Regions from separate parts of the Mus musculus genome. Here regions 1, 2, 3 and 5 are each linked to region 4. A link is a contact called in public Hi-C and promoter capture Hi-C data. All regions are on one chromosome and are shown on one strand. Each heading gives the region's core, a stretch centred on a gene start, on an enhancer-like site or on the middle of the called end of the contact. The rest is flanking DNA. Distances are from core to core; before and after follow the strand shown.

Region 1 (2,700 bases), core at 72-2,571, 2.2 Mb before region 4:
TAAGTACACAGCATTAGCCGCAGGGCCAGGTATAGCATCAATGCTAATTGTAGTATTGTTGAGAAAAGGATTATCCTCCAAGGACTCTCTCTGGTCCTAGGGCATCTCAGTAGACACAGTCCCAAGGGGATGCTTCCTTCTCTCCATAGAGCAACACCAAAGCTTTGGAGGAGGTTATCTGAGGAGACAGGAGCCCTGTGGCTTGCTGGGAATACACAGATCAAGGTGGCAGGTCACGCACACATCACCACGCCCCATAGCCTCATGTATCCACCTCCACACCAGCCCCCTCACATCCACATCCGAGAAGAGAGAACACGAGAACTCGGGTGTGCACTCACCCCAGCCCACGTGCGCTGGGAACACAAGGGGCTATCAACCTGTTACCCTTGCCCCTGTTAGAAGCCCATGGGCAATGGGGGACTGCTCATGGATCTCCCACCTAGGTGAGCCTGCCAGGAGGGCCAAGTGTATTTGCATATAATTTGCATGTGTTGACACAACCCTTCCCATCTCTGCACAGAGCTTTCCCAAGCTAACCTGTTATTACTGCCTCTCTGAAGTTGGCGCCGCCGCTCGCCCACCCACTGCCAGTGAGTACTACGCATGGAGACGGTCTAGGAGCTGGCAGATCAGATCAGATCACTTCAGCAACTCGCACAGCCTCACAGCCTCAGTTTCTCCTCTGGACAATGCATACCAAGACAGCTCTGTACAAAAACTCCCGATGTAAAATGTCCAGAGTGAAGTATTGCTTGCATGGAGGGAGCTCTTGATTTGCAGCACAGGGCTCAGAACGGCCTCTGGGTGAAGAAGTCGGTTCCCTAGGCCTCAGTGACTAGTTGTCACAAACTCAAAACTACAGGACTCTTAGTTAAATTGATATTTCCTGGGAACAGTTGAGTAGTGTTTTAGGAAGAACTGCTTCTATACGACCTTCTTGTATCAAGACAATAGTCACTGTTTAATTGAAATTTAAAATTTAGCCGGGTGTCCTAGATTTTTATCTAAACGCCTTACCTGGGGCCGAGGCCAGGGGGCTCCTGTCATTACTAATATCCTGTTTTCTTACTGTTCTTACAAAGCTCTGGGGGACATGGTCTCTGTTTCCCAAATGTCCTGCTTCCTACTCTCGGATAGGAAGCAGGGGGGGCAGGAGGCTTCATGTGAGGTGAATTGAGAATTGTTGAGGGGGAGGGGAGGGAACACATGCTTCCTAATCTAGGTACAAAGCTAGTCTGTGCTCCCCTCTACTCTCTGTGAAGAGACTGGGCGGTTATCACTGTGAACGTGAGGCCCATGCTTCCTGTGGTGAAGAGCGCGAGTGTTTTCATCAACAGAACTGGTTTCTAGGGCCTCCTCACAGGATGTGAGGCCTGTGGCAGGTCACAGAGGAAGAGGCAAGCTGTGGCAGGGGCTACAGCTTGGGGCGGGAGGGCTGGTGGTGGAAGGGGGCTGCATGTGGGCCAGGCTGTGTCAGTCCAGGGGCTGGAGCAGGAATCCAGCCCCATGGTTATCTACAGAGAGCTCTCCGTCAGGCTGCATTCTGCTTTCCTTGATTCATATTCGGTATGATGCTAGACTTACTCCATTACAGTCTTTAAGTCTTTATCTAAGCTAGGCACCATGCAGGATGGGGCAGAGCTCAGCATCTGAGGTTAAGCCCCAGTTCTACTGGCTCCTCAGAGCCATGACTGAAGGAGCCAGGGATGGAAGTGTGGCTCAGTTGGTAGAGCGCTTGTCTAGCATGCATCAGGCCCTGGGTTTGTGATCTGCAGAGTGCATAGCACACCTGTCATCCCACCATCAGAAGGTGGCAGCAGGAAGATCAGACTGTCTAGGTCATTCTCAACTATGTAGCACGTTCCGGACCATCCTAGGCTACCTGAGAACCAGGAAAGACTAGAGAACGCCCGTCAAGCTTGCCTATGAGCCATGTGTGGTAACTAGGGAGAGCTCTGCATCTAAGGGCTTTGCCAGGACAAGCTTTTCACCCTGGGGAACAGGGACACTATTAGAAAACATGTGGCTCACCCAAGAGTGACAGTTTCCTTCGAGATTTGTGAAGAAGAGGAATTGTACGGTAAGACCAGAGGATAGATCATGGAGTGTATTGAGAGATAAAAATCCAAAACTTAAAACACAAGACTCCACATTCTTCCCATAAAGTAGCACTGGGCAGGCCCCACCCTTCGGGCAAGTTGCAAAGATGACGTAACACAAGGCATCACTTTTCCCTGCCCCCACCACCTTCATGAGACAGATCTTCCTTCTGGGAACATATGTTTCCACCATGTCTGCTTCCATGTGAATGGTTAAACCCTAAGCATCCACAGCAGCTGGGGCACTGAAGTAACCCCTTGGGCTCTCACAGGTTGCTAATGGCATGCTATGGTCAGACCTCCAACAGAGGCCAGGCACCTCGAAAAACCATTTTCCTCTTGGCTTCACCAAGATGTAACTGTGTACCTGTGGTTCAAGTATGGCTAGCCTAGAAGGGACCAGAGGATTTCATAACTAATGGAGACCTGTCCTTCGCATCTGTCCCTCATGAACAGTGTGCCCCGCCTATAGCATCCATCTAGCCCCCTTCTCCTAGGTCGAAGGTGCTTCAGAGGAGGACTGAAAGAAAGTGGCCAGGGAACTTGAGGTGTGTAGGGGCTAAAACACACTCAGGCCTATGAATCTACAGTGATATAG
Region 2 (2,700 bases), core at 122-2,621, 2.1 Mb before region 4:
CCCTCTCAGCAGCCCTTAAAACATTATCTCCCCAAGAAATCACTCAAAGTACTGAATATATATATATATAATCCCCCAGGTAAAACAAATTACACTTAGCAGCTACCAACCATATTATTTCCTTCCTGTCTAATATAATTTTTCTATCTTTTAAAATATAAACTGCTTTGGCTATTTTAAAAAAAAAAATGATCCACCCTCCTAAATTAACCTGGCTTTATTTGTTTTTAACAATTGAACAAACTAGGGACAAAGGGTAATTCTAAGTAGCTCTTTAAGTACCGAGATGCAAAGATTTTCCTCCAACTGTCATTTCAAAAGGCAAATTGTTCTGTCGGGAGGCACAGGATGCGGGGAACAGGGTGCGCAGAGGTGGGAAGCTACACCTGAAACCCAAGCCAAGCAGTTCGTCCATCTTACCCGGCACATCTCTGAATAGAACCACATGCCATCCGCTCCTGCCCCCTCACTTCTTAGTCATTCTCTCACGAATGTCATCTGTAATTATTAGGTACAGGGAGGAAATCACTGAACAAGCCTAGCAAGAGCCTCACCCTCACGTGCCTACAGACTAGAAGTCAAGCAGATAAACTAAATGGCCTAATTAATTCATTCCTCAAATAACTATTTCATTTTCAATAACCTTTAAACCCCTGCTATCCAGAGGTGCTGAGTGCCATGATGGAGACAGGCCAGGGCTGGCTTTCTGGGGGATGACTTACAATGGGAGCTAACAGATAAACAAGATGACTCCAGAGTGGTAATTGCTGAGGAATATGTAACAGGAAGTTGTGGAGGCACAGGAGGGCGTGGGCATCACTGAGAAATGGTGATGGAGATGACCTATGACCGTAGAGCAATTGGTCCAGCCCTGTCTGGGTGGCCTGTTCCACCAAGGGTAACCAACCCTGGGCTGGCAAGGGCACGGGTGCTGATTGAAACCACCCCTGTCCCGCCACCCCACTGCTTAGATTGAAGAGGTGGGACTAACTCTCTAAGACCACACCACAAAACCGTACTCTGGCAAACGCCGCCAGGCTCAGCCACATCCAATGAGAACTTTAGACACATATCAGCAACCCGCCAAACCAGCCAAAAAGTCCCGCCGCCAAGGCCCGCGCATGCGTAGTGCGGCGCCGGCCGGCCGCCTCACTTTTCGGCTCTGCGCCGGCGCACTGAGCCTTCACGAAGGAGGGACTTGATTGCGCCGAGCATGGGGGGCGGGGCTTGGTTGCTCTGAGCCAAGAAGACTGGGCAGGACTGCGCCGCGGGGCGGAGCCAAACCCGGCTTGGCTAGGCCGCGGGATGGCACTTCCGGGCGTCCTAGCGCCTGGCTCGACGGCGCCTGCGCGCTGCGAGGCCGGCCGGCCGGGACGGGGCGGGGCCGGCGAACTTCTGTGCCTCACTGTCCCCGGACACTGAGGGACACCGGGCAGGCAGCTGGCACCATGAAGATCTGGACTTCGGAGCACGTCTTTGAGTGAGTGTGGGTGCGGCGCCCGCCTCCGGCGCCCTCGGGGAACTTCCTGGCGTCGGGTGTAGCGAGACAAGCGGAGCTCGGGACTCGGGGGGATCGCCAAGGTCACGACCCCGACCCGAGCTAGGGCTCCCTGTCCCCAGGCCTGGGAATTCCTCCCACACCGTCGCCACTGACGGAAGACAAGAGCGGGCCGTCGAGCCTGATCCGGAAGTGACTCCAGGGGTCACAGAGCACGAGGCCCGAGGGCTTCACAGGGTTTTGGGGTGTCCTGAGCGCCGACGTATCCAGGGTATCCTGGAGTTTCCTGACTGATACCTGACAGACTCACCGGGACCTGACTGAACCCCGACGGCTTGTGGTGGCTGGAGTGCCCTGACTGATACCTGACAGACTCACGGTGTCGTGGCTGAACCCCAGTGATGGCATGATGGCCTGAGTGACCTGGGTTGTTCTGACTGAAATCCCCCATGTTATAGCGCCCCTCACCCCCACGGACATCTAGAAAGCTGGCCACCCACGTGGAGTGTCTTCCTGTTGGTCTCAGCTCATGCTACCATGATGCCAAACATTGATGACAGTCAATCTGGAGAGCAGATCTCTTGATTTCTTGATCAAGATCTCTTGATCTAGAGACCAGGGCCTGCTCTTGCAGATAATTTGTCACCTCTGTTTCCTATTCCTCTCAGCCATGACAGCTGACTGATAGCCAGTGTCTGCTATCACATCCAGTCACAGCTTTATGGTTCTCTGAACTTATAGTGGGAAACAGGATCAGAGTCAGTGGGGTGTTGGGAATTATACCACCCAGGTTCATGGTGCCACACACAAGAACAACAGAGCTTTCTACCTAAATAACTGGTTTACGCCTTGTTCCAGCCCTCCTTTCTGACTGATTTATTGTGCTCTATTCTACAATGTCATCTTGTCATAGTTATTGTTGACTTACATCCGAAACCACTTCCAGATGATCTGAGCTCCTTCACTCACTTGGCCAATGTTGCCACACTGTTTTAATAGTATAGCTTTATGGTGCCTTTTAATCTACAAATGCCAATCCTGATTACTGAGGGTAATTGTAAAAGAAGTTTTACATAGTAGATCATATCTGAGTACCTGCTGTGTCCCAGAAAGGACAAACTACTAGAACTAGAAGGGACTCTCAACGTTTGTACCACTTCTGGGACTGAGGGGCTGTGGTCCTTAGGATGCTGTCTGTTTCA
Region 3 (2,700 bases), core at 157-2,656, 2.1 Mb before region 4:
AATTTTAAAACTCCACTCATTCATTTGCTCGTTATCTGTGCCAGGGATTGAACTTGGGACCGTGAGCACACTGAGTACACACTCTCCCGATAAACGCTGCTGCCCTATTGTGCTCTTCACTAGACCTTGCCTGTGGGATGCCATAGAATCGCCAAGACCAATTGTCCCCTTCCTGCGAGAGAGAGCCCATGTGGAACCCACGTGGGAGGCGACACTCCCCCAGAGTGGACCGAAGGGCTCTAAGGTCAATGCATGGTCACTACTGGGGAGAACTGGCTTAGGGAACTCAGGTCTCTGCCTGGGCCTTGGGAGGCCCTCATTCCTACCAGGCTACTTACCACCCAGCAGAAGGGAGAGGTTGCCATGACCCCCCAGGATGAAAGATTTCAACATACAGATGCCAGTGTTCATTTGCCTCCGTGACTACTTTATAGCAACAGGGAACAAAACTCTTGCGTTGTTAAGGGTAGCCCCAAGTTTGCTTCTGAGGTCTTGTTCTGCTCTCTGACAGGAGGTATCCAGCAGGCTTTTGAGTCTTGTTGGAATCCTGGGTGATCTGGAAAGGCAGGCAGCAAGACAGCCATTATGATTTCTGACTGCCCCTATCCACAGACAGAGGAATGGCTGTAGCCCCACTGGCCATCGCGCATCAGGAATCTCACACCCACCACCTGGAGAGAGCCTGAGATAAAACACCAGGGGATGTTTCTTACAGAAGAAGAGATAGCTTTGTGGCCTGGGACTGCTGACAATAGCTCACGGGGCACAGGGGGAAGGGGAAATTCTCCCATTACGAAACCTAGGCTGGCCAGGTCCCACTTCTTTCTCAGTTCCTCATCTTGGAAGAGTCTGGTTAGCAGGGACCCTTTCCAGAACCCCAGGGACTCACGATATATGTGCCAAGTGAAAAAAAAGAAAAAAAAGAAAAAAGAAAAGAGTAATCCTGGAAGGATCCTTCTCTGTGAAGGAGAGCTGTCTCTTCAGGAAAAGCCTGGGTCTTGGGGGGTGGAGAGGAGGGGCTCAGAAAGCCAGGCTAGAGTCCAATGCTGGGTATGACCCACACCTTCTTCCAGCCTCAGGATATCTCTGTGCGCTCCTAGGGAGACCTAACCTAATGGGACACTGCACCACACTCCAGAGCAGAGAAACAAAAGAATCTGGGCTGAGTGGGCCAATGGAAGCCTGCTGAGCCCTACCCTGCTCCAGGATGCCTGGGTCTCTGAATAGTAAACTTAAGTTTTGCTGTCAGTCCGTGTTATCACAATGGCTGGTGGCACTGTCAGGTCTGGGGTCTGGTTGTGTGACCCCAGGTTCTGCTGATCCGGTTGTTTGATTCCTAGTGAGGCAGATTATCTCCTGGGGGCTGCCGAGCGGGGCGGGGCGGGGGCAGGAGCAGCGGGGAAGGCCCCGCCCTCGGGGTGTGTCCAACTTGGGCGCCTCCTAAAGGACCGGGCGGGGCGTCCCGAGCGCGTGGGCCTGCGGGTCGGGTCAAGAGGTCGAAGGTGCTGCGCGTGATCCAGGATCCGAATTGGCCCGGAGCAGGAGCATGGCGTCGTCGGGGTCGGTGCAGCAGCTGCCCCTGGTGCTGCTGATGTTGCTGTTGGCGAGTGCGGCACGGGCCAGACTCTACTTCCGCTCGGGCCAGACTTGCTACCATCCCATTCGCGGGGACCAGCTGGCTCTGCTGGGGCGCAGGTGGGCGCGGGGCTGTGCCTAGGGAGGAAAAGGGTCAACTTCTAGGCCAGGCGCGCACCCCCTGACACTTGGGACCTTGCCCCATCCTCCCTCATTAGGCCTGGGAAGCACAAATCCCATCCCTTCCTTTTGGGATGATTTTCACATCCGGGGAGCTCTGGGGTTTGCTGGTTTGGGCAGTTCTCGCCTCTACTGCCTTTGTTAGTGAGCATTAGCGTATTTCGGAGATGCTCTGTCACATTCAGCTTCCAATAGTCCTGGGTTCTGCTGGTGGCTCTTCTGGGTCAAGTTCTGAACCGACCACAGTTTGGGAAGAAGGCCAACAGGAGAAATGACTGGATTTGTGGCCCTGGTGGGGGTAGGGAGAGGGGAGGCCCTATGCGTTCCAGAGTTGGTTTCCATTGCCATGATGTCCTCCCAGGACTTATCCTCGGCCGCATGAGTACCTGTCCCCAGCGGATCTCCCCAAGAATTGGGACTGGAGAAATGTGAACGGTGTCAACTATGCCAGCGTCACCAGGAACCAGCACATCCCACAGTACTGTGGTTCCTGCTGGGCCCACGGCAGCACCAGTGCCATGGCAGGTAGGTGGCCTGGCGCTCCATGCTAAGCCTAGGGCAGGGCCAGTATCTTGGCCAGGTGGGTGGCTGCACTTCACCATCCAATCTACCTTTAGGTGAGCCATGATAGCCATAGCCCGGGGCTACAGGGGCCCATGGCCCTGTACCATGATTCAGACTTGGATTTCCCCTCAGCCAGAGTGAGGTGGCTGTGTCATTCTGGAGTTCTCTCCTGTGGGCCTACTAGGGCCTCTGTGGGACAGGCTTGGGCTGGAATCTGGTGACAAGTGGCTCCCAGGAACCTTCCCTTCCTCAGAACTTGTGACTTCAGCCATTGAGAACCATGGGACCGGTGTTGCAAAATCACTGAGTTCACAGTTGGTTTGTGGGGCGTGGAAGTGAAACTGCTTCTCAGTAGCAGCTGGCATTTGAGGTGAACATGTT
Region 4 (2,700 bases), core at 80-2,579:
GGTCCTACTGGCAGATGCGGTGCCAAGCACCTAATTAGCATCCAATCACTAAACGAAGCTATTCAATATATTCGTGTTCATTAGAAAGAAATGGGGGCTGGAAAGATGGCTCAGTGGTTAAGAGCACTGTCTGCTCTTCCAAAGGACCTGGGTTCAATTCCCATGGCGGCTTACAACTGTCTCTAACTCCAGTTCCAAGGGGCCTGCCACCTAGACACCAATGCATGTAAAATAAAGCTAAATAAGTTTTTTTTTAAAAAGAAAGAAATGAATACAAATCTACCCCTGCATAAGATATTGGGACACAACAGAGGGTGAAATGTGTTCTAAGAATCTAGGGCACCCGTTCAAGTTAAGCCCTCCCCTTCCCCTCAAAGTTGAGGGGGAGCCTGCACACTCCAGAGCCCAGAACTTAACCATTTGACCTATCATCTTTACTCCTGTCAGGAAACATCTGGGGTTGTATCACGACATTTAAAGAAAACGGGGGTGGGAGAAGGAGGTTGAGCCTTTACTTAACTCCCCGCTTAACTTCCAATGGGACACAGATAACTTATATCCTTCCCGGAGGGGACACCGAGGCACGAGACCGGAGGAGCTCGCCCCCGGAAAGCTAACACCGGGGAATGCAGGGGGCCCAAAGCGAAGCCGCGCGACCACTTCTGCTCAGGGCGGAATTCCGGCTTGGACCCACCGGGACCGAGGCCCTTTGAGAGCCGGGGTGCAGGCCGGGCCGGCCAACTCTAGGACACGGACTTGGGGCGAGCGGCCTCCTGCCATCCTCTCCGTTAGCCCCGGTCCTTCACGTGATCCACTACAGACCCTAGCCAACCACACTAGCCCGCTTCCTTACGCCCCCTTGACCCCGTACCCGCAGATCAGGGTCTCGGTCTCCCGCTCTCTTCTAGAAAAATGGAGGAGCGAATCGTGCCCGATCGATCGCTCGGAGTGCACACCCAGTGCGCACGTGCAAAGGGCATGCAGCCGAGCGCCGAGCATCCCTGCTCCCTCGCAAGTCTGCCCTTCTCGCCATCTTACTCACTGGCACGTTCGAGACGCTCATTCACCGTCTCCGAACTAATCACCTCCGCGACTGCCTTGAATCCAAAGGGCTGTGTGTGACTGGCGAACGCCTGATCCTGGGGAGCACGGCGGGCGATAGAACGGCCGCAGATCGGACGGGCCGTTGGTGCACCACTTCCGGGCTCCGACAGCTCAGTGCGCCTGCGCCCAGCTACGGCAGGGAACGAGCTTCCCATAGTCGCGTTTACGGTGAGCCAATCACAGAACGGCATTGCTCCGGCTCTAGCCAATCAGCTCTTGGAGTAGAGGGTTTGACTCCTATTTTAAAAGGAGAACCTTTGAATTGTAACGGCTGAGCTACCGGGATCGCTTGGAGGCTTCGGTCGGGAGCAGGTTCCTGCCTGTGAGTTGGAAAGGGACATGGCTGTTGAGGGCGAGCCTGGATGCTGCAAACGGATAGGGAAGGCTGTGTGGCGTCGGGGTAATGGACTGTCTCAGTGGGTTTGCATTCTGTTTAAGAAAGGTCCAGACGTTTAAGATTTCCCGGCTTGGTTTTAGGTTCTTGTGGGAATGGGGATCCAGACCATCAGCTAACCGAGTAATTTGCAAACCGATGGTGGATGCGGGAACTGCGGCTTATTGGGGACTGCTTCGGGTGGAGAATCAGAGTCTAAGTCGACTCGACGAGTCTGTGGATGAACGGGAGTTCCCTCGTAGAGTGCCCAGGACTGGTGCTGCTCTTCCCGCAGCCTTCTGAGCAGTTTATGTCGGGACTACTTGAGGGTCTGTTTCAAAGCGCAGACCCGCTAAAGCTCAGTTTGTAGAATATTCCAGAAGTTTTAGGATTGAACACTGCCTTCGTGGTGGCCGCCGCTGTTTATTCCAACAGTAAGGTGGTGGAGGCAGGATCAAGTCAAAGGTCATCCTCAGCTACACAGTAGGTCCGAAAAACCAGCCTAAATTACATCCACATACGTCCCTACCTCAACACCTCCATCCCCACCACACACACACACACACACACACACACACACACACACACACCTAAATGTGTGGTTGCTTACATCAGCAGTCTGAGGCAGGAGGTTAGCCTTCGATTTAAGGCCAGCCACAGCTAATAAGTGAGAGCCTGTCTGGGGATGTAGTTCAGTTAGTAGGGTGCTTGCCTAGCCAGCCCTGGATTCCATTCCCAGCACTTGGAACCCCGAGGATGGTGATGACCTCTGTGGTCCTAGCACTGCGGAACTGCAGGCGGGAGGATCAGGAGTTCAGAGTAATCCTCCACCGTATAGCATGCTCAAGGCCAGCCTGGGATCCATGGAACTCTTGTCTCTACCACAAACATAAAGGTTAGGTGTGGTCTTGCATTCTTTTAATCCCAGCCTTTTGGAGGCAGAGGGAGGAACTCGGTGAGTTCAAGGCCAGCTTGGTCTACCTACATAATGAGTTCCAGAACAGCCAGGACTACCCAGGGAGACCCTGTCTCAAAAAAAAAATCCAAACCTAACAAACAAATCCTGGCTCCACTGCAAATACAGGAAATAGAAACCTCTTAGGGATAAGACCCTGGTGTAGCTATTATGGGAAAGCTAAACTGCAGGGCTGGTTATTAACCTTGGTCTGGGGCCCAGGAGTGTGAGGTAGCTGCAACTGCAGTCCTTTGCTCAGGGCTTCTGC
Region 5 (2,700 bases), core at 61-2,560, 2.0 Mb after region 4:
GAGCAGCATCTAACACTAATCCCTCAGAATGCATTTGAGCTCCTGTAAGGTTTTCTTTGTCGTGCGTGTCTGGTATGTGTGCTTATATATGTTTGCCTGTACCTGTGCACATGTGCACCTGAGGCTGATGTTGAGAGTCTTCCTTACGTGTTAAGGGTGTGGTCTCTTGGTTGAACCAGGGGCTCTCAGATACAACTAGCCTATGTTAGCCAGGAATCCTGTTTCCACCTTCCTCCAGTGCACTGGAATCACAAATGGCCGCCATGCCCACCCAGCCTCTTGGGGTCTGGGCTCTGTCTTCACACCTGCCGCTTGCATGGAAGGTGCTTTAGCCACCCGGCCAGCTCCCGACCCGCCTCTCATGTTATCAGGATGAAGTGTTCTGAGCTGTGCTGTGCTCTGTGAGTGTGTGCTGTCTGCTAAGAGAACATCCCAGTTGATAGCGGTGCAGTTGGGAGTCCCCGCTTCCTGAGCAGCTGGGAGGAGATGATACTAACCAATGAGCGCGCATCCTCACGTCACGTGGGAGTTTGAGCGCACCAGCACAGTTTGTGGCCAGTTAGAGCACAGCTCAGAGCCCCCTGAGGAGCTTGTTAAACACGGGTGGCTGAGCCCCAGGCCCAGAGTTTCTGATTCTGTGGATCTGGATCTAAGCAGATGTGAAGAACTTACATCTCTCTAACGAGTCCCCTGGTGAGTCTGGTGCCTCTGGGCCTGTGGCCACACCTTTGGAACCGGTTGCTTAGCTCACCTGGTTGAAGGAATCAAAGATGCAGATTTGACTAGGTACCGCCCTGTTGAGGAAGCCACTGGCTCTAGGGGGCGCTAAAGGATGGAGGATGGGTGCTCATTAACTCAACTCTCCTCCACTGCCTAAAAGTAGCAAAAAAAAAAAAAAAAAAGTTAGCAGGCAAGTTCATTCATTTATTCATTCATTCACTCATATCTCTAACCTCCTTTTCCTTCCAACATTACTTTCTTCCCCTCCTTCTTCTGAAAGAGGATCTCATTTAGCCTAGGCTATCTCATAGTCCTACTGCCCCCGCCCCTAAATGCTGGGTTTACAAGTGTTTTCCTGGGGAGACAGGAGCAAATGTCTATTTAGCTCATATATAATTTTTATTTCATTTATTTGTTTGATTGATTGTTGTTCCTTCGGGACGCTAATACTTGAATTCAGCAGACTCTGATGACACAGCCCCAGCTCTCCGAGTGACCCCTTTCCATTCCTGTCTGTATCCTAAATATCAAGGATAAATGAGGGGGGTTCACCGTCGTCATTGTCATCGTCGTCGTGCGTGCACCTGTGCACCGTTGCTGTGGTTACTGAAAGGATACTGTCTGTTTGTTGTTGTAGTCAGTGAGATCGAGCGAAGGGATCCCCCGCTCGGAAGAAAGTAACGTGAAAGACTCCAGCTGCCAAGTAAGTGACCGTGAACTCAGCCTGCGGGCAGGTTCAGCCTCGCGACCTGGAAGTTCATATCCACTTGTGAAACATTGCCTGGTTAAGCACCCACTGTATACCCAGCAGTATTGGGCTCTACAGACATGGTATGGGGCGAGTCCTCAGCGCTTCTCTCTCCATGTAGAAAGTTTCTTCCCAGACTTCCAGTGTTAGCAGAAATGTCACCTCCTCAAAGAGCTCCTGTGCCCCGCGGTCATCCCTGTCATAGAGTTTGCTCCCTTCTTGGTGCTGTAACAATTCTCATGTCTCTCCTGATCCTTCCCACCCATGTCTGGAACATTGTAGAGCAAGCAGGTGCTTCTAGGTTTCTCTCATCTTCTGTGGTGTCTGGCACAGAGACTTATTAGATCAACAATGCTCATCTCCTTGCTTTCTTTACTATTGACAAACAGAACGCTTGACATCTGTGCAGGTGCCTTCCTTTAAAAATGAGACCATGGGCTGGGTGGTGGCCCGCAGCCCTCTTCGTACAGGGTTTGCCTCACACATGGGAAGCCCTGGGCTCCATCCTGGCACTGCATAGAACCAGGCATGGTAGCACACGCCTGCAATCCCAGCACTTAGGAGGCAGAGGGAGGAAAATTAGCTGTTCAACATCATTACTAACCCCCTATTTTATAATACAGCACTCTTTTAATTTAAATAGATACTTCCATAAAAAATATCAGAGCTCTTTTGTTAACTTTAATAATACAAAGAAGTGCTTAAAAGCCTGTGTTTTAGACTCAAAGGGACTGGGTCTGATCCTGGCTTAAAGGGTTTTTCTGTTTGCTTGTTTTTATGGATTTTTTTGCTATAGTTGTTTGGAAAGATTGCCAATCTCCCAGTCCCTCAGTTCCCTTACCTAGGAGGATGTAGGGGACGCAGACTCCATAGAGCAAGCGTCCTGCCTAGATGAATCAGTACTGGGCAAGCACTAGGAACACTCCTGGTGTGGAGGCTCAATAAACAATTTAATGTCAGGGTAGGCTGCCAGAGCGAAACGCCATACAGTGAGTGACTCAAACCACAGGAATTTCTCTCACACGTTTCTGTTGGCTGGAAAGGCTACAAGCAAAGTATTGGCGAGGTTCTCTCCCTTGCATGCAAATGGCTGCCTTCCACCTTGCAGGGGAAACGGGAGGAAAGAGGAGGAACGAGGGAAGAAGAGTGCCCCCTGGTGTCTCTTCCTAGAATGACGCTAAGCCTATGAAATCAGCTCCATCTGTAGGACCTCATTTAACGTGAATTGTTAC

Evidence for each region. Promoter capture Hi-C pulls out the DNA fragments that hold promoters and counts their contacts. A called contact is a pair of places that touch in the nucleus more often than the background predicts. Capture Hi-C pulls out chosen DNA fragments and counts their contacts.
Region 1: a contact with region 4 is called in a Hi-C map of CD8 T cells, with 4 times the contacts expected there. The contact joins the enhancer-like site here to the promoter of Aurka in region 4. A contact is called at or near these places in 1 of 39 promoter capture datasets (pre-B cells), 1 of 484 Hi-C or Micro-C datasets (CD8 T cells), 1 of 115 datasets of contacts at active chromatin or transcription factors (large pre-B cells) and 1 of 9 other capture datasets (liver).
Region 2: a contact with region 4 is called in a promoter capture Hi-C map of pre-B cells, with 7 times the contacts expected there. The contact joins the promoter of Prelid3b here to the promoter of Aurka in region 4. A contact is called at or near these places in 5 of 39 promoter capture datasets (erythroid cells, liver, neutrophils and 1 more), 4 of 484 Hi-C or Micro-C datasets (B cells and the G1E-ER4 cell line) and 2 of 9 other capture datasets (adipose tissue and liver).
Region 3: a contact with region 4 is called in a promoter capture Hi-C map of liver, with 3 times the contacts expected there. The contact joins the promoter of Ctsz here to the promoter of Aurka in region 4. A contact is called at or near these places in 3 of 39 promoter capture datasets (liver and pre-B cells) and 1 of 115 datasets of contacts at active chromatin or transcription factors (bone marrow-derived dendritic cells).
Region 5: a promoter capture Hi-C map of liver shows a contact between it and region 4. The contact joins the promoter of Bcas1os2 here to the promoter of Aurka in region 4. A contact is called at or near these places in 3 of 39 promoter capture datasets (the 3T3-L1 cell line and hippocampal neurons), 2 of 115 datasets of contacts at active chromatin or transcription factors (astrocytes and large pre-B cells) and 1 of 9 other capture datasets (liver).

What each region holds. Positions count from the first base shown.
Region 1 is chr2:174,601,097-174,603,796 of GRCm38.p6, reverse strand. Gm46781 (a long non-coding RNA gene) reads left to right here. Exons shown (of 2, transcript XR_003953979.1): 2 at 524-985. It also overlaps a transcript of Zfp831 not described here. Among named protein-coding and RNA genes, the nearest start is that of Gm46781, 4.6 kb to the left of the region's middle. Within about 2 kb of position 1,321, at least 105 of the 459 cell types and tissues checked have an H3K27ac peak or open chromatin away from gene starts, as enhancers often do. A contact at or near this core is called in CD8 T cells and pre-B cells, where this site is marked.
Region 2 is chr2:174,471,612-174,474,311 of GRCm38.p6, reverse strand. Prelid3b (PRELI domain containing 3B) reads left to right here and starts at 1,371. Exons shown (of 6, transcript NM_025531.2): 1 at 1,371-1,480. The coding sequence starts at 1,449. Gm38546 (a long non-coding RNA gene) reads right to left here and starts at 1,301. Exons shown (of 2, transcript XR_867090.2): 1 at 723-1,301; 2 at 203-498.
Region 3 is chr2:174,437,745-174,440,444 of GRCm38.p6, reverse strand. Ctsz (cathepsin Z) reads left to right here and starts at 1,406. Exons shown (of 6, transcript NM_022325.5): 1 at 1,406-1,695; 2 at 2,117-2,280. The coding sequence starts at 1,547.
Region 4 is chr2:172,369,199-172,371,898 of GRCm38.p6, reverse strand. Aurka (aurora kinase A) reads left to right here and starts at 1,329. Exons shown (of 9, transcript NM_001291185.1): 1 at 1,329-1,426. Cstf1 (cleavage stimulation factor, 3' pre-RNA, subunit 1) reads right to left here and starts at 896. Exons shown (of 6, transcript NM_024199.2): 1 at 872-896.
Region 5 is chr2:170,354,971-170,357,670 of GRCm38.p6, reverse strand. It overlaps Bcas1os2 (breast carcinoma amplified sequence 1, opposite strand 2), which reads right to left and starts at 1,310. Exons shown (of 8, transcript NR_040610.1): 1 at 1,273-1,310; 2 at 752-873. It overlaps Bcas1 (breast carcinoma amplified sequence 1), which reads left to right. Exons shown (of 13, transcript NM_029815.2): 11 at 1,358-1,423.